Linked DNA regions of Ovis aries: region 1 is linked to region 2. A link is a contact called in public Hi-C data. All regions are on one chromosome and are shown on one strand. The core of a region is the stretch at or near the end of the contact, and the rest is flanking DNA. Distances in the headings are between cores, read along the strand shown.

Region 1 (5,871 bases), core at 1,963-4,462, 83 kb after region 2:
CCACATTCCTTGGCCCAAGCCCTTGCCCTCAGCTATGGCCCACATCCAGAAGAGTGTGCTTCTCTGTGAATCCTAACAAATCCACCTCTTATCGCTTTGTCTCTCACTGAATTTTTGCAATGAGACGTCAGAGCCTGAGCTTCATTAGGTCTTGAAGCCAGGCCTCCTGGGTTTTGGCCGGGCTCGAGTCCCAGAAGAGAGCTAAAGGACAGGAGGAAAAAGCAGTGGGAAAAATGTGCCAAGGGATCCTCTTCATAACCTGCCGGAAAATCTGCTAAGGAGGAGCCTGGTAGGCTACAGTCCACGGGGCCGCAAGGAGTTGGACACCGCTGAGCTACTTCACTTCACTTCACCTGACCTGTGCTCACAGTTTTCATTGGCCTGATCCTTGGCACAGAGAAGAGTAAGGACAGAAGAACTCCCACCAGCTTGGGTAACAGCTACTGAGGCCCAGCAGATAGTGCCTTTGGGACATGCCAAAGAGGACCCTCTCCAGAGTCCCTCAGTTGCGCCCACTGCCGCCTGTTCGGGGGGCAGGTAAAATGTTGGTTTGGATGAGTCTAGCCATTCACATTGATTAACAGTATCTCAGTAAAAGTGGATTTTTGAAAGAATATTTATTTATTTATTTTTGGCTGTGCTGGGTTTTCCTTGTTGCGCGGACTTAGCTGTAGCAAGCAGGGGCTACTCTCTAGGTTACGGTGCACAGGCTTCTCTTTGTGGTGGCTTCTACTGTTGGGGACCATGGCTTTAGGGCATGTGGGCTTTAGTAGTCGCAACACGTGGGCTCAGTAGTTGTGGTTCCCGGGCTTAGCTGCTCTGAGGCACGTGGGATCTTCCCAGACCAGGGATCGAACCTGTGCCCTCTGAATTGGGAGGTGGATTCTCAACCACTAGACAGACCACCAGGGAAGCCCCAAAGTGCGTTTTCTTTGAGCCTCATTTTTGTGTGAGAGTCAAGACAATATGACATTCCATAAGTGTAGATGTGAACACAATTTTATTTATTGATGGTCATTAATGGCCTATAACCAGGGCATAACCTCCCAGGTAAATATTTAACTTTGGAGCATTAGTAGATGACTCACTAACTTTTAACATTATTTTCCCCTTATATCAATCTCCTATTACGTTTGTAGCTTTTAAGTCCATAAACACAGACACAGGTACAAATAAATTCACATATATGTGACAGTTTACATAAAGCCTTCCTAGTGCAAAGGGGGGTTGTTAGTTTTACATCTCAAATTAGTTCCTGCTACCCCCGCAACTAAAGCAAATTTCTCTGTGGAAAAAAAGTTTCTAAGCATGGTCTATTAATTGTTCTAATGGATTTTCAATGAGAGGTGAAGTATCCTGCTATGTGCCCTGTGGGTATTCCATAAACATGGGTTTGACTGACTCTGTTAACAATCCACAGAGAAAAACTCCCAAATGTGCGCTATTTCAATTATCTAATTTCTTCCCTCACAGTCTCTGTCTTTAGTGCAAGATTTCTATAAACATTTAAGATGACGAGGGTAGCTGCTGCAGAGTCAGGGAACTGCCCACTGAAGCTTTCTGGGCTATGAGTTTAGTTAAAGTGGTCATTATTAGCTGGGATTTACACATCCCCAGGCCTTGGACTTCAAGGAGATCAAACCAGTCAATCCTAAAGGAAATCAACTCTGAATATTCATTGGAAAGACTGATGCTGAAGCTGAAGCTCCAATACTTTGGCCACAAGATGAGGAGAGTTGACTCATTAGAAAAGACCCTGATGCTGGGAAAGACTGAGGGCAAATGGAGAAGGGGACGAAAGGATGAGATGGTCAGGTGGCATCACTGACCCAATGGACACGAGCTTGAGCAAGCTCAGGGAGATAGTGAAGGACAGGGAAGCCTGGGGTGCTGCAATTCATGAGGTCACAGAGAGTCAGACATGACTTGGCAATTGAACAACAGTGCTCAAGCTGATGAGCTGAGGGTGATGTCCCACCTGCGTTTGAGAACATGACAATGGTATAGCAACTTCCTGTTTTCTTTCTTTTTTAAACTAATTTTTATTGGAGTACGATGTTGTGTTCATTTCTACTGTACAGCAAGATCAATCAATCATACATGTACATACATCCCCTCCCTTTTGAATTTCCTTCCCATTCAGGTCACCACAGAGCATTAAGTAGAGTTCCCTGTGCCAGACAGTAGGTTCTCATCAGTTATTCATTTTATACATAGTATCAATACTATATATGTGTCAATCCCAATCTCACAACTTCCTGTTTCCTGTGTAGGTACAGATCTGCTCTGACTCCAGCCCTGAGGTGGGTACTATTATATTCTCAGTATCTGTTGCACATACAACTGAGATTAAAACAGTGCATGAAACAGAATCTTCACCTGCTCTTCTCCCAAAACATTCATTGAGCTCTCCTGTAAGACACTGTGTATCTATTTTAACACACATATGAATATTCTTGGGCTTCCCTGGTGGCTGAGTGGTAAAGAATCCACCTGTCAATGTAGGAGACGTGGGGTTCGATCCTTGGGTCAAGACAATCCCTTAGAGGAGATAAGGCAACCCACGCCAGTATTCTTGACTGGGAAATCCCATGGACAGAGGAGCCTGGTGGGCTATAGTCCTTGAGATCTCAAAGAGTCGGACACAACTTAGTGACTGAACAACAACAATGTATATTCTTGCTATGAGCATGTAATTTGCTAAAGTTACTGTGTGATTTAGGTTTTGTAACATGTTGAGTATCATCTGAGGGAGGGTCATGATCACCTGGGAGAGACCATCCTGTGTCCATTAGACAGAAAACTGGAATTTAGTAAGAAGATTCCAGAGTGGACTTTAGAGTTAAAATAAAGTGGTCATTTTAATAATTTGAGGAAGATTCACTACCAGCAAGAGAAAAAGAACTCTTGGGTGGTAGGAAATAGAGGTTGACTGCCAGAGGGTCCTGGGAGGAAGAAGCCAAGCCCTGGGCCTTGAAGTGGGTCAGAGCTGCCTCCTATGTAGAAACCTCTGGTCTGAAGTTACATTCTTTCCATTTTTCTTAGTTAAGTAACCCATTTTCTTACATCTAGAGCAGGGTGGACCTCTTTCCCAGAAGGAAAAACTAAGAAGTCTCAGAGAGCCCTTGAGGAAACTCAAGGGATCACTCAAGTACCTCGGCAGCTGTCACAGAGGTATTTTCCAGTAACTGCTCTTCCTGCTTCAGTTCCCAAGTCATTTAAGTAGAGAAACAGCCCTTTGTCCTGGTTCTGAGTGGAAAAATGTAGAGTATATAGGCCAGGCTCCAAGTCCAGGGTTAATTCTCATTGATTGGGCAAGGTCTGCCACCTGGTGGCAAGAAACAAAATGTCACCTGCTTTTCTCATCTAATTTCTTGCTCTACTGCTTTTAAAAAAAATCATATATATTAAAAATCATATACAATCATATATTTTACAAGGGCTTCCCTTGTGGCTCAGCTGATGAAGAATCCGTCTGCAGTTCAGAAGACCTGGGTTCAATCCCTGGGTTGGGAAGATCTCCTGGAAAAGGTGAAAGGCTACCCACTCCAGTATTCTGGCCTGGAAAATTTTGTGGACTCTTTAGTTCATGGGGTCACAGAGTCAGACGCAGCTGAGGTGACTCAACACATATTTTACAGAACCCATTCTCAGCCTCTAACTTGGGCTTGCTTCCTTAGCCACCAGCCAAATTCTCCTAATTTGATAATGATGCTGATATTTTGAACAGAATTTTTCAGCAAATATCTGGATCTTAAATCACTTTCATATTATTTTAGAACAGCTGGGAGAAGAAGCAAAGGTAAGAAGGAAGGGACTGGTAGGTGTTAGGATTCTCCTAAAGAAGAAAGCATTCATTCATTCATTCACCATCATCCATGGAGTTGAGCACCACTGAGCACGAAAAACCATGCTCATCAAAATAAAATGCCTTCCCATGGAAAAAAAAAAACCTGCAAATCAGTTTGCAAACAAAAATGTGTAAGATCACATCCCTGCACCTTTAGTGCCAAAGAGATGAACAGATGACCAAGCTAGGTTGGGAAAATAGGTAATTCTGGTTTTCACTGGAGGGTGCAGAGTTGTTTGAGTCCATTAGGGGGAGTGCTAAATCTCCAGACAAAAAACACATGCCCTAGGTTAATTCTGGAATATGCCCAGGATTGCTTGGGGATTTCAGTCTATCTATCCCTCACAGAAAGTAGATACCCCAGGACTCTGGGGACCTTGAACTTCCAATAATGTCTTCCAGCACTGCACACGATCACTTCTTTCCTCTTTCACCAGCCCTTACTTTTCCTTCCTTCCAGGCCAGTGGTCTCAGATTGTAGCCCCAGGCATCCCCACCACCATCACCTGGGAAACTTTTAGAAATGCAAATTCCCAGGCCCTGTGACTTCCCAGACTAAATACATCATAATCTCTGGCAATGTTTTTAAAACTGTTTATTATTTTCAGCTGCCCTGTATCATTGCTCTATGGGGGCTTTCTCTGGCTGTGGCAAGCCGGGGCTACTGTCTAGATGTGGTGCGCAGGCTTCTTCTTGCAGTGACTTCTCTTGCTGCTGAGCACGGGTTCTAGAGCACACAGGCTCAGTGGTTACAGCCCCAGGGCTCTAGGGCAGGGGCTCAGTAGTTGAGGCTCATGGGCTTAGTTGTTCTCAGGCATGTGGGATCTTTCCAGACCAGAAATCAAACCTATGTTCCCTGCATTGGCAAGTAGACTCTCAACCACTGGACCACCAGGGAAGTCCCTCTGGGAGTGGGTTTTTTTTTCCCCCTTGGCGTGTTTTTAACAAGCTCTCCAGGTGATTCTGATACATGCCAAAGTTTGAGAACCATGAGTCTATGAAACTATGCGGGTATGGACCAGGGAGACTGGTGGGGTGGAAGAGAAGAAGTGATGGTTCCTGCAAGAGGAGAGGAAGCAGAGAACATCTCTAAAGGGAGATGACACTGCACCACAGGGCCTTTTGCCAGCTCACCTTGGCACCAAGCTAAGACACTAGCCCCCGAATTTACCCTAGGACACATTGGTGACTATACCACCATCTTTAGACGCGGGCTCAGCCTTCGAATCATGCTACTCCAGAACAGTAGCTGCAGTGTTCAGGACTGATAAGATAAGCAAGGGCTGTGCCAGCCGACACTGTTTCAACTCTCTCCACTTCCGTCCAGATCCGCAACAGGTGCAACTCACCTCCTGGGCAGTGTGGTGCACCAGCAGGCCCCTGGCAGCACCCCCCTCACCCCCCCTCACCTCACGGGATACCTGGATTGAAAACTAACTCCATGAAACCCCAGGCAGCATCAGCAGCTTGCTCCCTCCTTGCGTGGGGAGAATACTACAGCGGGTCCTCTGGATTGCCTGGTTCTGCAGTCGCAGATTCCATCAATCCTGGATCGAAAATATTCAAAAAAAGAAATTTCTAGAAACCAAACCTTGACTTGCTTCAGGAAAGCAACTGTATACTTACATAGCATCTACCCTGTAGTAGGGGTTGTTGTGGGCTTCCCAAGTGGTACTATTGGTAAAGAACCTGCCTGCCAGTGCAGGAGACAGAAGAGATGTAGGTTGGATCCCTGGGTCAGAAAGATCCCCTGGAGGAGGGCATGGCAACCCACTCCAGTATTCTTGCCTGGAGAATCCCATGGACAGAGGAGCCTGGGGGAGGGTAGTGGCTACAGTCCAAAGAGTTTGACACGACTGAAGTGACTTAGCAAGCACGCATACAGGAGTTGTATTAGTTGTAGTCTAGTGATGATTTAAAGTATATAAGAGGATGTGCATAGGTGATATGCAAATACTAGGACATTTTATATAAGGGACTTGAGTGTCAGATTTTTGATATGGGGGTACTGGAGCCAATCC
Region 2 (5,941 bases), core at 172-2,671:
GCCCAAATGTTCAGGTAGGAAGAAAGCATGTGACAGCAGTGCCAGGACGGGCGAGTCACCTCAGCACGCTGCTTCAGCATCCCCTGTAGCAGCCAGAGCCACAGGGCATTGCCCCCCTCCTCCCCTCAGCTCCAGTCCACACACCTGAAGAGCAGGCATCCTTGCTTCCTTCCCTCCTCTGGGACCTCAGCTGAGAAGGACCTCCCAGTTTTCTCAGAGGTGGCCCAATCTCTTCACTAGCATGCCACGCTGCTAGCTCTGGTACCCTGACCGGTTGGGGGAGGTTGGCAAGCTGTTCCCCCACCAGCCTGTTCTCCTACGAGGCTCCTCCTCCCATATCTCCCTTCTCAAGCCTCTCACAAAGCCCACATCCTTCCTCCACCATGGACCCAGAGAACTGATGCCTTCGGATATTTCCTTACACTGGGGTTGAGAGTATTTTCTTCCCCTCCCAGGGGCAAGGGTGAGAGGAGCCAGTATTTGTCTTATACAGAAGCAATGGAACAAGAGGTTGGGGAGGTGTGGTTTGGGGAGTGGGAAGGAAGGGTGTGTATATCTGTTATCTATCTATCTCTCTATATATGTATATACACACACCAAATGGGTGTCATGCATATATGATTTTGTCTTGTTAGTATAGATGGATGGGTGGATAGATAGATAGGTAATGCAGACATTTCCAGTAGGGTGATTGCCGTGTACACGTGTGCTGGTGTGTGCACGTAACAGGGAGTCTGCGTGTATCAGCACAGCGTGTGTACAAGGCCTGTGTAGTTGTTTTTGCAGGCTGGGTCTGCGTGTCGAAGTGCACGTTTTAGTGAGCCTGGGGAGTATCATATATGGGCGTGGGGGGCTCTGGTGTGAGCTTTTGTGTTCCCCTGTGCCCACCCCCAGGTTACATACCCACACCTTCCCCATTCCACCGCAGACTGATGACGATTCCTTTAAACCGCACGTCCTAGGGGGTCATTTATTTCTTTGAGGCCTGAGCGGGGAGGGAAGGTAGAGGGAACCATATTTGGGACTCTAGCTAGTTTGTGGAAGCGTGGGTGAGGGGTGCACGGTTTTCTCTCTGTGGGTGGGAGGAGTGTTGTGCCCAGATGCGAGTGTTTTTGTGCCCGGGATGTCGGGGTCCTCCTGCGTGCGCCGGCATACATCTGCTTGGCAGTCTGCCGCCTCGGCAGCAACGGGCGTGGGGTGGGGGGGGTGTTGGTGGTGAGTTTGGGAGGATGGGGTGTGTAGGAGGAATGGATGGAAGTGTGTAGGCAGAGGGTTGGGGCAGGAGGCGGGGCGAGGAGGAGGGAGCCGCGAGGGGGCGTGGCCCTGCCTCCATTCCCCCCGCCCACTCTGCCGAGGGCTTCTTCTGATTGGCTTCTCTTCCGCAGGGCTCAGGATACTTTCTCCAGCAGTGCGGAGCGCGGGAGAGAGGACCCGAGAGCTGAGCGGCTGGTTCGGCGCGGATCGGCTGCCTCGCCACCGCCCCAGGGTCCCCACCCGTCACCACGCAGACCCTCTGCGCCAACCTCCATCCCAGCCAAGGACTCCTGACATCAAACATGGACTGCTGCACCGTAAGTGAGCGGGCCTGGGGGACGGGCACTCAGCTTCGTCTGGGGAAAGGGCTACCAAGAAGCTCCTGGAGGGGGAGTGGGGAGTGAGGGATGGAAGTGGGTGCAGAAGACCTAGGAGCCATAAGGGTGCCTGCTGAGAAGCAAATGGTGGGTGGTGAAAGGTGCCCGCCTGACTTGGAAGCCCTAGGAAAAATGCTCCCCAACTCGCGGGGGCGTCTGGGTGCCCATCCGCTAAGCAGTCTCGGTTGGACCCGGAGCTCGACAAAGCTCTGCAACAGGAAAGCTGCAGGTTAGACGAGAAGAGGAACTTCCCCAGGGAGACGCTGGAAACCGTCGCCTAGCGAAGCAACCGGGACTCCTTTCCCCTGGCTTTCGGCCCCCACCCCAATCCCCATCCCACTACTGCCGCCGTCGGTGGGCGGACGGGATGACCTTGGTGACCCTCGGGTCCTGTGCAGCGCCCGGTGAAATAGTCAATTCATGTTGGTTACCTTAGTACTGATGATGGGCAGCGAAGAGCCTAGTCCGTGTGGTCCTGGGGAGGGATTGGCCTGGCCTCCAACGCTTTCTAGCTCTGGAGGGGGCTGGGTGAAGTGACCGGGGAGAGGGCCCTGCTGGCGAGGGAAGGAAGTGTCTGCAATGTGTCAGCGCCCACAAGGAGACCTGACGCCAAAGCAGGTTGCTGTTAAGGTGCGGGCATGAAAGCGCCTCGCACAGGATCAGGCTCCTGGCACATCCGAGGAGTGGTGATCATACGTGTATGCGATATGTTTGTATTTGTTTATTTATTTACTTTTATTTATTTTTAGTCCTTACATATGGAGAAAGTCCGACTCCAAAGTCCTTGTATTCTCAGCCATTTGGTCAACCCAGCTAATGACACAAGAAGTTATAACTTTGCCTACTCCCCACCCTCCACCGTATGGCTTAAAAAAGGGGGAAAATGAGGTTTGGATGGAAGGAATAGCCCAATTTAGAAGAGGTGAAGGTTCCCTGTGTCTGAGTACCAAGAGGTAGAAAAAAGGGGCAAGTGGTTGTGGCTGTTGTTATGATGTTTAGCTCTTATTAATACAAATAATTGTTGTCAATTTGTGAATGCTTACCATGTACCTAACACTTTATATTTAACCATCATGACAACCCTGTGAGGTAGATATTTTTTCCATTTTACAGATGTGCAAAGTGAGGTTTAGAAAGATTAATGATTTGCCCAAGGAAGCACAGCTTCTAAGTGTGGAAGTGGAACACTAGACCTGTCTGATTCCAACAGCTGTAATTTAACCTCTCCTATAAACATTTCCAATATTTCCTCATTGTAAAGGTAATATGCTCTAACAGAAAAAAAAATTTTTAAACTGAAGAAAAGTATACAAAAGAAACATGTCAAGCATCTACAATCCCACCCCTAAAGAAAGCCCCAATAACATATTTTCTTCCAACCTTTCCTCCCTGTTGTTCTCCTGGAAGCAGTTTTTGGTTGTGAAAGGAGAACTGGGCTCTTAATGGAGGTTCCTGGGCTCCTCACCCCTCAGTGGTGTCTTACAAAACAGAGAAAATAAATGGATGGTTCTGCGTATGCCTGTGGGGGAGAGAAAATATTGCCCAGATGGTAAGAATGGTGGGGAAGATAAGTCAGGAATCATGGTCAATGGAAAGAAATGCGAGAGCAAAGACTCCAAAAAGCCATGAGAAGGACAGCAACTTGTCCCCACTGGCACCTGCAGGACTAATTAGAGTAGGATGTCAGGTGCCTGCCTGTGGGCTCTCGTCTGCCCTGGACCATGTTCCTGAGTGCCCAGAAAGCCATACTGAGGGGCTGGTGGGCATGGTTGGAATAAGTGTCCCCTAAAAAAGAAGCAGCTGCTCACTCAAATAATGCAGCAGAAGCAGACACACAATTGCCCCACTTGCCCTGTATTCTGGGTCACCCCCTCCAGTGCATTCTGTACACAGGCGCCCTCCCCCTTTCAGGCCGTGTCCTAGGTGTGCAGGGCTAAAGGGCTGGGCAAGAGAGAGCACCACTGTCAGCCTGTGCAGGGGGTCCAAGAAGAGGTGACAGGGCTGGGGTTTGGAGTAGGGCTGGGGCTAAGCATCTTCCTACCCATCTCCATTCTGTGGAGGGCTGAGCTCTGTGCTGGGAGGAAGCTAGGACATGCATAGTGGACAGAGCGCATCTGGGAGGCTGGGAACCAGTCCCTCTTCACCTTCCATCCTGGGCTCTACCTGCTGACTGTCTAACCTGGTGTTTGGGCAATACCTAGTTCTCCCTTATTCCCTTCTTTCTCCTTGGTAAAGAGGCTCAGTCAGAAAAGGGAAGAAAAAAGTCCTGCTTTTTTTTTAAGAGCAAGAGCTGTTGATGCAGATGCATCAGTTGCCAATTTACATAGTCACAAATATCAGGCTTTTCCTGAATCACCTAATATAAAAAGGCAAAGAAACAGTTTTGGACTTTTTTTTTTTTCTTAGTTAGTCTAGTTGATGATCCAACTCATAGAAATAATTACCTGCCCTGAGGAAGTAGTTCGCAGCACAGATTTTTGAATCCCATCTCTATGTGTCGGCTCTGTGACCTTGGGTAATTTGCAAGATGTCTCAGATGTTTCTTTACCTGTAAAATAGAGCTTAAATGAAGATGTCCCTGCTGGCTCAGCAGTAAGGAATCTGCCTGCAATGCAGATGATGCGGGTTCAATCCCTGAGTCAGGAAAATCCCCTGGAGCAAGAAACAGCAGCCCACTCCAGTATTCTTGCCTGGGAAATCCCATGGACAGAGAAGCCTGGTGGGCTCAATGGGGTCGCAAGAGTCGGACACAACTGATCAACTAAACCACCACCACCACCAATGGGTACAAAGTGCTTAGCACAGGGCCCAGCATATGACAAGCAGTAGGCAGGGATAATTCTTAAAGCCTTTAGGACAAGGGAGCTGAAGGAGACTGCCTTAATTGGGGCCAACTTCTAGATGTGGCTGAAGATATTGAGACCCTCAGAGCTGAAGCGATATTTGGGACCAAGAGCCATGACTCGTGTTTTGCCCACAACTGTCCACTTCCCCCTCCCAGAAGCCCCCTAGTTATGCAGAGCTCTCAGGCACACACCATCAGATCTTGGTTTTGGAAGGCACCAACGTAGGCACACCTCCTGGGTCTTTTTTCTGTCCCTCCAGCTCTGCCCTAAGAACTCAGCTGAAGGGAGAGGGAGTGGGCTCTGGGGAGAAGCAGTGAGTTGGGGGTGGCTCTGCCTGTTGTTCCATTCTGGATGCAGCTGGGGTGGATGGTGGCAGCAGGTGGGTCTGAGCATTTCTGGGGGAAGATACCCCTTCCTCCGCTCAACCGCTACAGCTGCTGGCTCAGGGGAGGGCGTTGGGCATGCATTTTTGATCATTGTCCTCTTTGGAGAAGAAACTTTCACCGTTCCCTAAGAATACCCCCAAGAAAGGTTTGAGTTCTGAGAATCGAGGATCCAAAAAAAGAGTGATTTCTGTTTATAAGTGGGGAATGAGATGTCAGGGAGAGAGGGATAGACCCAGGAAAGACAAAAAGAGTGTGTCAGGCCCCTCCACAGCCACCCCAGCCCTTGATAACACCTTTTACCTGCACTTAACTCAACTGTGGACATCTTGAGTGCAAACCAAAAATCTCTGAAGCCCAGAAAATGCAGACAACCTTGGGGACCATGATGAGAGGAAGCCATTTGTAAACCTGGACTTAAGCATCTGGGATTGAAACCTTTGCAGGTCCTGGGGTGGGATCTGGTTGGGGCAGTGGTCACTGAGGCCCCACTCACATTCATCTCAATTCCATGAACTGGATGGGTGATGGAGGGAAGAGAAAGGAATGGAACTGAATTACTCTTAGTATATGAGACCTTGGTCATCTCCTGCCAGAGAAATAAAAACACAGGGAAAGTAGTGGAAGTCCTCAGGCAAAAAAAAAAAAAAAAGTCAGTTCAAAGGAGAAATGCCCTTTTAACTCCATAGTTAACCTTAAGCTTCCCACCTCACCTCATAGCTGTTGGGTTGGGTCTCCTTATTTTTTAGTTGCTCCCTATGAAATTGTTTTTACAAGACTGCTTCAACCTACAGAAACAACTATCTTGCACCAACTTACCATTATTTAAAAGAATCATAATAGCTACCATTAATTGAGCAACTAGATTGTGCCAGAAACTTTCTGCATATCACAGTGTTTATTCTTCCCCATGACCCAGAGGAACCTGATTTCAGATGAAGGAATGGAGATAGGAAAAGATTAGAAGACTTCCCCAAGACCACTCAATTAGCAAGTGGTAGAGCATGGTTCATTCTCTTGACTGCCTTTGCTTATCTGCAAAGTAGAGGTTAAAACGGGCTTCCCAGGTGGCACTAGTGGT

What was found. Hi-C and Micro-C count contacts between places; a contact is called where the count stands out from the background.
Region 1: a contact with region 2 is called in a Hi-C map of tail adipose tissue, with 3 times the contacts expected there. The contact joins the enhancer-like site here to the promoter of NRGN in region 2. A contact is called at or near these places in 6 of 16 Hi-C or Micro-C datasets (blood, hypothalamus, muscle and 2 more).

Annotation. Positions count from the first base shown.
Region 1 is chr21:25,749,034-25,754,904 of ARS-UI_Ramb_v3.0, forward strand. No RefSeq gene overlaps it. Among named protein-coding and RNA genes, the nearest start is that of MSANTD2, 25 kb to the left of the region's middle. Within about 2 kb of position 3,213, at least 7 of the 54 cell types and tissues checked have an H3K27ac peak or open chromatin away from gene starts, as enhancers often do. A contact at or near this core is called in tail adipose tissue, where this site is marked.
Region 2 is chr21:25,668,261-25,674,201 of ARS-UI_Ramb_v3.0, forward strand. NRGN (neurogranin) reads left to right here and starts at 1,422. Exons shown (of 4, transcript XM_027959688.2): 1 at 1,422-1,571. The coding sequence starts at 1,557. LOC105604044 (a long non-coding RNA gene) reads right to left here. Exons shown (of 3, transcript XR_001023430.5): 2 at 4,076-4,179.